2 separate regions of the Columba livia genome follow, and region 1 is linked to region 2. Evidence: chromatin contacts called from public Hi-C data. All regions are on one chromosome and are shown on one strand. The core of a region is the stretch at or near the end of the contact, and the rest is flanking DNA. Distances in the headings are between cores, read along the strand shown.

The links. Hi-C and Micro-C count contacts between places; a contact is called where the count stands out from the background.
Region 1: a Hi-C map of liver shows a contact between it and region 2, with 3 times the contacts expected there. The contact joins the promoter of GLMN here to the enhancer-like site in region 2. A contact is called at or near these places in 2 of 2 Hi-C or Micro-C datasets (crop and liver).

Annotation. Positions count from the first base shown.
Region 1 is chr8:24,617,592-24,622,118 of bColLiv1.pat.W.v2, forward strand. It overlaps GLMN (glomulin, FKBP associated protein), which reads left to right and starts at 1,294. Exons shown (of 19, transcript XM_065072622.1): 1 at 1,294-1,964; 2 at 3,438-3,512; 3 at 3,991-4,116. The coding sequence starts at 3,447. It overlaps RPAP2 (RNA polymerase II associated protein 2), which reads right to left and starts at 1,819. Exons shown (of 12, transcript XM_065072619.1): 1 at 1,711-1,819; 2 at 829-874. The coding sequence starts at 1,771.
Region 2 is chr8:24,505,213-24,509,213 of bColLiv1.pat.W.v2, forward strand. All of the region lies in intron 21 of EVI5 (ecotropic viral integration site 5), which reads left to right. Among named protein-coding and RNA genes, the nearest start is that of GFI1, 36 kb to the right of the region's middle. Within about 2 kb of position 2,484, at least 1 of the 3 cell types and tissues checked has an H3K27ac peak away from gene starts, as active enhancers do.

The DNA.
Region 1 (4,527 bases), core at 44-2,543, 110 kb after region 2:
GGCCAAACAAAGCAACAAGTAACTGGACCAGCAATTCTGTAATAACCACAAAGGAGTTTCCAACCCTGGTTTACTTTATTTCCACCCCAGTCAGGAAAAGTACTGACTGTTACTGCATTGTGGTACTTCTCCACAAGGTCACCCAATTCTTCTTGCAAGAGAGGAGAACCCAGAACTGGCTGGACAAAGAGCCTGGGACAATTTATGGGGTGCTGACAGGAAAATCAGAGCCCGATGAGACATGAAGAATGAGAAGAAAAATGGTCTGGGACAAGACTGAATGTGAGGGTACAAAGTAGCCATTGTCAGCAAATACCCAGAAAGCAACCACCTAGGTGTCTCTGATCTCCGTCTGACAGCACTTCTCATGGAGGTTGTCAATGTACAGTTAGTCTGCTGTCTTAACCCACAGAGGTCTACAGGATTCACCTGGAAGCTTAGCTCTACTACAGAACCAAAGAAACATTCAGGTAATTGCCCATGGCAGAAAGTGGGATTTTTCCCTATCAAGTGTGGTTTTTAAAGTGAATAAAGAAAAACGGCAGGTATGCAAAGAAATTAAGATGGCAAAAAGCAAGCACTATAGAGTAAGGAAACACAATGTTGGAGGTTATAAACTTCTAGCATATTATACAACACATGTATGTGCATGCTGTTAGCAGTTACATAGTGTTACTTCAAACAAGCCTGCATGATGCTGACGCTGGTGATCTCCTGAAGTTAGTCATGGTACTCTAGGAAAGCGAAAAAACATGCGAAGCAGAGAATGAAATTTCAAAGTGAGGCAAAACAACATGAATGTCACATATTGTTAGTTAGAAATTATACCTTTGAGCAGCATCTTCATTCTTCAGAGCAGCTGAATGCTTATTTCCTAGAAATCAAACATACAAATATAGAAATCAGTGTACTTCCTTTAACAGTGGAAAATATTGGAACGTGAAAAATATTAAAACCTCTAAACTGCGAGCATAATCAAGAGAATTGCTTGGAAACTTGCTTTTTGTGGCTGAAAGTGACTTAGTAAGCTGGTAACCATTCAGCAACTAGCTAGACACGCTTTTTATAAGTGTGAAGACAGAGAAGCCCAGCTCTCTTCATACTCGCATTCATCTTTTGTATAGTCAGAAGGCTAAAGGAAAAATAATTCTGACAATGGTTTTGTGCCACGCACACTCCCCCTGGTTCTCGACAGCCTCTGCAGCCCAGCCGTCCCTGCCCACCGCTGGCGGGGCTCCGGGCAGGACCGGACCGCCCACCCACCCGGAGGGCTGGGGCAGCCGCTCCCTCAGGCCAGGGTAGCAGGGCGGGCACAGCGGGCTGTGACGCTCACACCGCCAGGACGCAGTTTTCCGACCAGCGGGACGGACGATCGCTGCGGCCGCAGCGCGCCTGCCGCTCGGAAGGGCCGGGCGGCAGAAGGCAGGGGCGCAGCCCGAGGGGACAGCGGAGCGCTCGGCCCCGCCTCGTTCAGCCGCCCGCCGTGGGGCGCTGGCCCCAGCCGCCGCTGCCGCTCGCCGGCCCCGACCACGCAGCCGGCCCGGCCGGGGCCCGCCGAGCTCGCGGCAGCGGCCCCGCACCGCCGCCCGCGGCCGTCCCGCCGCTCCCCCCGCTATAGCGAGTTGGGCGAGTCCGCTGTGCCGGCCGGAGGGCACAGGGAGAGCTCAAAGCGCTGGGTGGGGGGAGCGGTACGCGGAGTCTGGAACCTACCTGCGCGCCGCCGGCTGGGCTTCCCCTGCGCGCCGCCCCGCGGCTTCCCGGCCGCCATCATCGCGGCTGCTCGCTCCCTCCCGCTGACCTCTCACCCGGAGGCGGAGCCGCGCCGCGGCGTGGCCGGTGCTGGGAGCGGGAGAGGCGGCGGCGGGGCGCTGAGGAGCGGCGGGCGGAGAGGAGAGGGTGCGGGACCGCTCGGCTGAGCGGGGCCGAGGGGCTGCGGCGCGGGGCTCCACTGGCGGCCCACTGAGGTGAGGGGGTGGCCTTGTGGTTCTTTAATGGGGCCGTGTGGTAAAGGCTGCGTTGGCAGCCTGTGTGTGCCGGCCTGCGGGTTGTGCCCCGCCTGGAGAAGGGGCTGAGGGGGGTGTGTGTTAGAGAGGAGGGAGTTTGATGAGTATTCGTGGCAGAAAGTTCCACGCGATTCAGATACTGCCCTCTTGCCGAAAAGATTTAATTAGAAACTGGGTTAAGTATTAAGGCCTGAGACTACGAGCTCAGCAGGTAAATCCCCGGAGCAGCACGGTGGGTGCTCAGGGCATGTTTCAAGGCTGTAAGTATATTGCAGAGTTACTGAGGGCTGAAAATGTAAGAATGTTAGCGTTCAAATTATATTTGAATTGTTTTAGGGGGATTAGTAACATCCAATAAAATTAAGAGCTCAAATAGTACAACGTGTGGTCACAAAGTACATGAAAGTGACAGGCTAGATCCATTGATAATTGATCCATTGATGTAAAAATGTTAAAATAGGCTGTTGAGAATAGAAAGTGAATTCTTTATTCTTTGAATAATAACGTTCAGACACGGATGCCTGTTTTTTGTAAACATCCAGGTAGCGTAGTTATCTAGGTGCTGTTATCTAGCTGAGGACAAACACGAGAGGAGAGGTTGAGGACGTTACACTGAAATGTCTCTATAAATATGGAGCTTGGGTGTTTTGATAAATAGTTATACAGCTGTCAGGTTTAGGCACATGGCATTTCTTAAACCTGTGAAGATTATGACTGCTGCTACGATAAATCACATGGGGTAACCAAGCTTGATTTAGTCATAATTCGTGGTCCTGACTACGTAAAACTTGGTTTGTACTTAACATTCCTCAAATGTTCAACTTAAGTGTTTAGCAAGAAAGTTCTAAAATGATACTATCTAGAGGTAAAAGCCAAACCTAGACAGCAGAAATAAATAGGTGATGTTGCGTATGTAATCCTGCTTGGGCTGTTGATATAAACCGGTGGTTGGATCAGCCCTGCACATCCCAGGCATCAGGCGAGAGTGTGCCAGTCAGGGCTGAGCAGGAGCTCTTCTGGTGACAACAGTCACAGGAAACGTTGTGTGTCGTGGGCCCCTGGTACGTGGTGAGCCCAGACTTGCTCACTGTTAGCTGCAGTTTTCAGTGTATATGCCCAAGTAGTAGCTGAGGCCTCTTGAATTCTTCAGATGACCCTGATACTTCTTGAAAATGCCTTCCCTTTACGTGGAATGCAGGTTGTTTCCTGTCTGTAATAGTCTCCTGCAAATATGGGGAGCAGAATAATATAGTGTACACTTCTTCAAAGTGCATTTTCCAGCTTTTTTTTTTTTTTTTTGATCATATAGTCTACATAATATCTGTCTGTTTAGGTTGTTCTCATTCCTCTATTGGCGTTTTTAAAATAATGTGATTATTTTTAAGTCTCTGTTTTTACTTCATGTGTTTTAATACCGTACTCTTTAATTTATAGTAGTTTTCAATGCCAGAAGAGCAAAGTCAAACTATAATGGCCGTGGATGAACTTCAAGCCATAGTACAAAGATGTGTAAGTAGTTTTCTCTCCATAAAAGTAACAAGTGTAAGCAGTGTGTGTTTCTCTTCATATATTATATTTTAAAACAAAATGACCCCAGAACACAAGACAGTTGCTATCAGAACTCCTCACTGGGCAGCTAAGTTCAGCCTCCGTGTTTCATTGACTTTTCAGCGGTGCTTATCCCAAGATGCTTGATCACTTATGCGTCTTGGAGAAAAAAATGTTCTCAACAGTAACTGTCTGAAGTAACGAAACTTTAGCAGATGATTGTAGGAAGTACATCTTCTAAACAACATGCTGTAGTCTAAACTGAATTACTGCTTTTTCTTCTGTAGTTGCTCTTGGTAGCTTTTATTAATATGTGGAAGATGTTAAATAAGAAAAGATAAGTTACCCTACGTTTAATTTTGAATTGAAAGCTTGGATTTTCTTATTTTTTATTTGTCTTTCTAAAGTATGGAGTTAAACATACATATTTTCTTTCTAGCAAATTCTGGAAGAAGCTGATTTCAAAGGAGAAGATTTTAATTTGTTTCAGGTAGCAGGTCAGAAATGTTTGGAAGATGGGTATGCAGCTCAGTTATTAGAAGTAATTCAAAATGAGAAAAATAAGGTGAGTTTAAGTTTGTACTATATATTAGTTGTGCACTAACACACCATTAAATAGATAAAACTGCTTATTGAAAAGAAAAAGCTGCTTTCACTGTAGAGCAAGGCTGTACTTATGAATAGTTAATAAGTTGCTTAGTTTTAAGTGCACATTCTTGTGTAACTTCAGGTAGCTCACAGAAACCAACTCATAATAATATTAACAAACCCACTGATATCTGTTTTTCAGTGACTTAAGCAAGGAGAAAAGAGAGTACAAAAGCATAATTAAGAGAAAGTGACAGGGTCCCTCTTTTGCAGGAGAGGATTTCAGATGGTGTACTGGGTCTGGCTGGCACAGAGTTGATTTTCTTCATGGCAGCCTGTACAGTGCTGTGTTTTAGATCTGTAACCAAAACAGTGGGTGGCAGACCAG
Region 2 (4,001 bases), core at 1,234-3,733:
TTTTCTGCACAAGAAAGAATGGCTGTGCTTTCTTTGCATATGATCTGAAGTCATTCTGTGGCTGTGGTTCATGTTTCTAATTTAATGAGTTTGCCCTGTTAGGTTTTGGTGAACTACTAATCTCAAACTTATACTAGCCTGAAATACAGCTTCTTCGGTTGTGAAATACAGGTTTTGAGTGTTAACTGTATAAACACACAAAAAAGTGATTTAGTAGAAATAAGTTCCTGCAGCAATTTACTTGTTTTTGACACCCTAGATGTGACTTGCAATGCTTTTATTGGGCTGTGACAGATTTTTTTTTTTTTTTGTAAGATTCTGTAAGCAAATAGGTATTTTTGAGCAGGGTGTTTTGCCAGCAAATATGAAACTTATGATCACAACTTCCTTTTTGGGTACTCATGCTCAAAGGCCTCTGAAACACCTGCACCAAAAAAAAGTAATAATGGAGTTGGAAAGCCTTAACTCCTAAAGCTTGTAAACTGTAAGACGTGTAACTGATAACAGAGCTTAAACAAAAGCTGCCTTTTAAGCAAATTGAAAATCTAGGTAACTTCCTCCTCACTGGAGAAAGAGGTGACTCCCTTTGTCTTCCATTCAGCTTGTCAACTGGAATTGCTGTGACCTGATGTGGGGAGCAGAGGGCCTTTTAATCTGTATTTGCATTAATGGCTTGAAATGCAATATTGAATACCATAAATACATTTAGCCAGTCTTAGAGCATAGGTGTCAGTCTCAAAGTAATTGTGCTTTTTACATGGAGCATCACAAATAGGTCTACTTGTCATATTGTTTCAAAGCTGATAAAGATGAAGGGAGGAAGTTAACTTGCCGCATAACCTTCCTTTTTCTGAGGAAAGTAGTGCTTTTCTAAGAAGCTTTAGGGATTCAGTGCCATGTCCACAAAGTCCATAGCAATGTTCAACCTAAATTGTGTACTTTTCTTTTAAATGTTCATGTAGGTGTAGGTGCAAGACACTGGTGTTAAATTTGTAATGCAGAGTATCACTACTCCCACATAAGAACTGATCTCATGTCACACTCAAATGCTAGATTTAAATCACAGTTTCTGGGTAACTCCTTGTTTTGGTTAGCAATAGCAACAGAGAGGGAGAAAGAGAGAACTCTTTCATTTAATAGTAGATGTAATTCTGCAGCAAGATGTCAGATTATTATGTTAAGAAATTATTTTTTGTATATTCTGAATGTCATTTTATCCTGGTCAGGTATTCAGTTCCCAATGCTAAGCTTTTAAACTTTTGTGTAAGCATATTGAGGTACAAGGAATAGTCAAATACATGATAGGTAGTTTTAAACAAATGCATGAGTCATTCCTTAGCAAAAATAACACAAAATTGAAGTGTAACTGAAGTTTAACTTATGTTGCATATACCTAAGCCCCAGAAGTGGCGAAGAAAAACACTGAAGTTATGTATAAACAAAGGCTTACTTTGTCAGCCTTTTTCTCCTCTTTCCTCTCCTTATTTTTCTCTCAATTGCCAGTTCAGCTTATGAAACTCTTGGGAAGCAAACATAGCTTGGAAGTATTTAGCAGGCTTCTGGGCTTTGAGCAGGACGTTTAAGCAAATTACCAACAAAAGAAGGGTGAATTTTTGGATGGCTGGGCTGCTGTTTTTTGTACCTCCACACTGAGGAGAAGCTGTTCTCTTCAATAGGTGCTCTACTTTCTCACAAAAGTTAGATGTTCACATTCTATAACTGACTTGTTTTGGCCAATCTACTTATACTGATCCTTTTTTTTTTTTTTTCCCACCCGTTTGTAAGATGTAGAGAACCAGGACTAAGGAATGGATATTGTCTCTCTCTATGTCTATAGTCAAACAGCGAAACCTCAGGTTTGTTTCCTCAGGGAATTAGTCTTTCTTGTTTTCAGTTGAACTGGTCTGATAGCTTCAAACTGCAACAAGCAAATGCTTTTAACTTCTTAATATCAGCCTTTAAAACCCTATTGTTTTTAGCTTGTGTGTGCTTTCCTAAAGCTGTCACGAAATGTCTACCAAGGTATGCCACACTTCTGGCATAATAGCAAGCGTTCCTTCTGATTGCATATGGGCAGTCCTGTTGGTCTGTTGGTGTCATTTTTGTCTCTTTTGATTGTGGTGTGCTTTTTTTTTTTTTTATTTCCCCTGCAATAGTTGCAGGAAGGACGGACTAAAAAGAGGCTTTAGAGCAATTCAGGCAAGGTTAAATCAGTTGCAAGCTAGGATCAATCAGTTGACTAAGGTAAGGAGCACTAGGCCAGTGAAAGTGAAGGCAGACTGAGGAAGTAGAGCTGGGGCAGCTGCTGTCTCCGCTCTGCAACTTAATCCCTCTCCCTCCATTTCTATTCAGGCTGGTGACTTATAGCGTCCTCCTAAAATTATCCATGGTTGGTTTGTGCTGGGGAGGAACAGAGCATGCTCTGTAATATAGAAACTGGTCTTAGGTCTGAGTAATCTTAAAGCAAAAATGATGAGAGTTCATTCTTCTTTTCATTAGGTTGATCTGGACAGGGGGTAACATCACTTCCTCCTGATATGTTTCCTGGCAGGTTCAGAGAACTTTGTCACATTTACCCTATCTCTAACTATGTCAAAGCGGCTCTGAGAACAACGCTAGAGGAAATCCATGATTGTGTTAGTTCTCTCCCCCACAGTTTAAACTTTCAGCACTATTTCGTTAGAATGAAGCCTTTCTATGACCTCTGTTTAATAACTTTTCCAAGTACTGACTGTTGAGTAAAGAAATTGTTTCCATCTTTTCAAGTTACAGGAAACTTTTTTTACTCTTATCAATAGTGGCGTGTGATGTTAGTGATGTGTTTTTGAAAGTCTAGAATGAGTCACTGTAAAGTCACTGAAAGGACACTAGTTACCACATTTACACTTCTGAATAACCTTCATTTACATTTTTAATGCAGTGTCTTTTGCCACAGAGAAAGAACTTGAAAGCCTCCCCTGAAAAGAGGATGAGGCAGATTGTTACCAAGTAAATACTTCTAAGGCAGAAAAGATTAAACTAAGGGTGTTAGGGAAATGTCCTAACCCCTAGACATTTTTAATAAAGACAATACACTTATCTGAGGAACAGCAACCATCTGGTATACCTGCATTTTGGCTGCCTATAAAACCCTTGGGTTTATTTTTCTATGTTTGAAAGTTCACAGATATTAAAGTGAAAAAAACCCTAGATACTTTCTTATTATTTAAAATAGCTAATTTTCTTGTTGATGTGTATTTCTTTTCCTACTCTTATGTGATCTATTTCTTTTCCTACTCTTATGTGATCTATTTCTTTTCCTACTCTTATGTGATCTATTTCTTTTCCTACTCTTATGTGATCTATTTCTTTTCCTACTCTTATGTGATCTATTTCTTTTCCTACTCTTATATGATCAAGAGTGTTTTATAAAACTGTGTACTTGTGCTCCTCTTGAGATGAAACACCTGCAACTGAAATTTGATTACACTGATCTTCTCTATCTCAGACCTTGGTCAAGCAGCAAAAGCAAGCTTAAAGCCTCCAGTGTGTTCCAGGTGGTTTCCAGTATTTTGTTTATTTCTTCTTTAAACTTTGGTTTGTCATTACTGCTAGACTTGGTTTTAGGGGGTACTATACAGTCACAGTTTCAGGTATTTAAAATCAGCATTCTTTGAAGCAGTCTATCCCTGCCCTCGTGTTGCCAGCTGTGCATTCTGGTCCTATGCTGAATGAGTATGGAAGGTCTCAGTAGTTCTCCATAGGCATCAGGTGTGTTTCTTGAGACTGGAGGCTGCATATTTTGAGGATAGAGAAAAGCTGTTTTTCTCTTAGACAGCCAGACAAAGGAGGATTTAAGTATGGTACTACAACCATGAATCTCAACTGATACTTATTGGTGGGCAGAATTTTTCCTCAGTCTAAGAAGCAAATATGGGGGGAGCAGATTTTTCTTCTCAGGAGCTCTCAATATACAGCTTGGCATGCGTGCAAGTGCAGTCAACTCTGGTACTTCAGAGCAG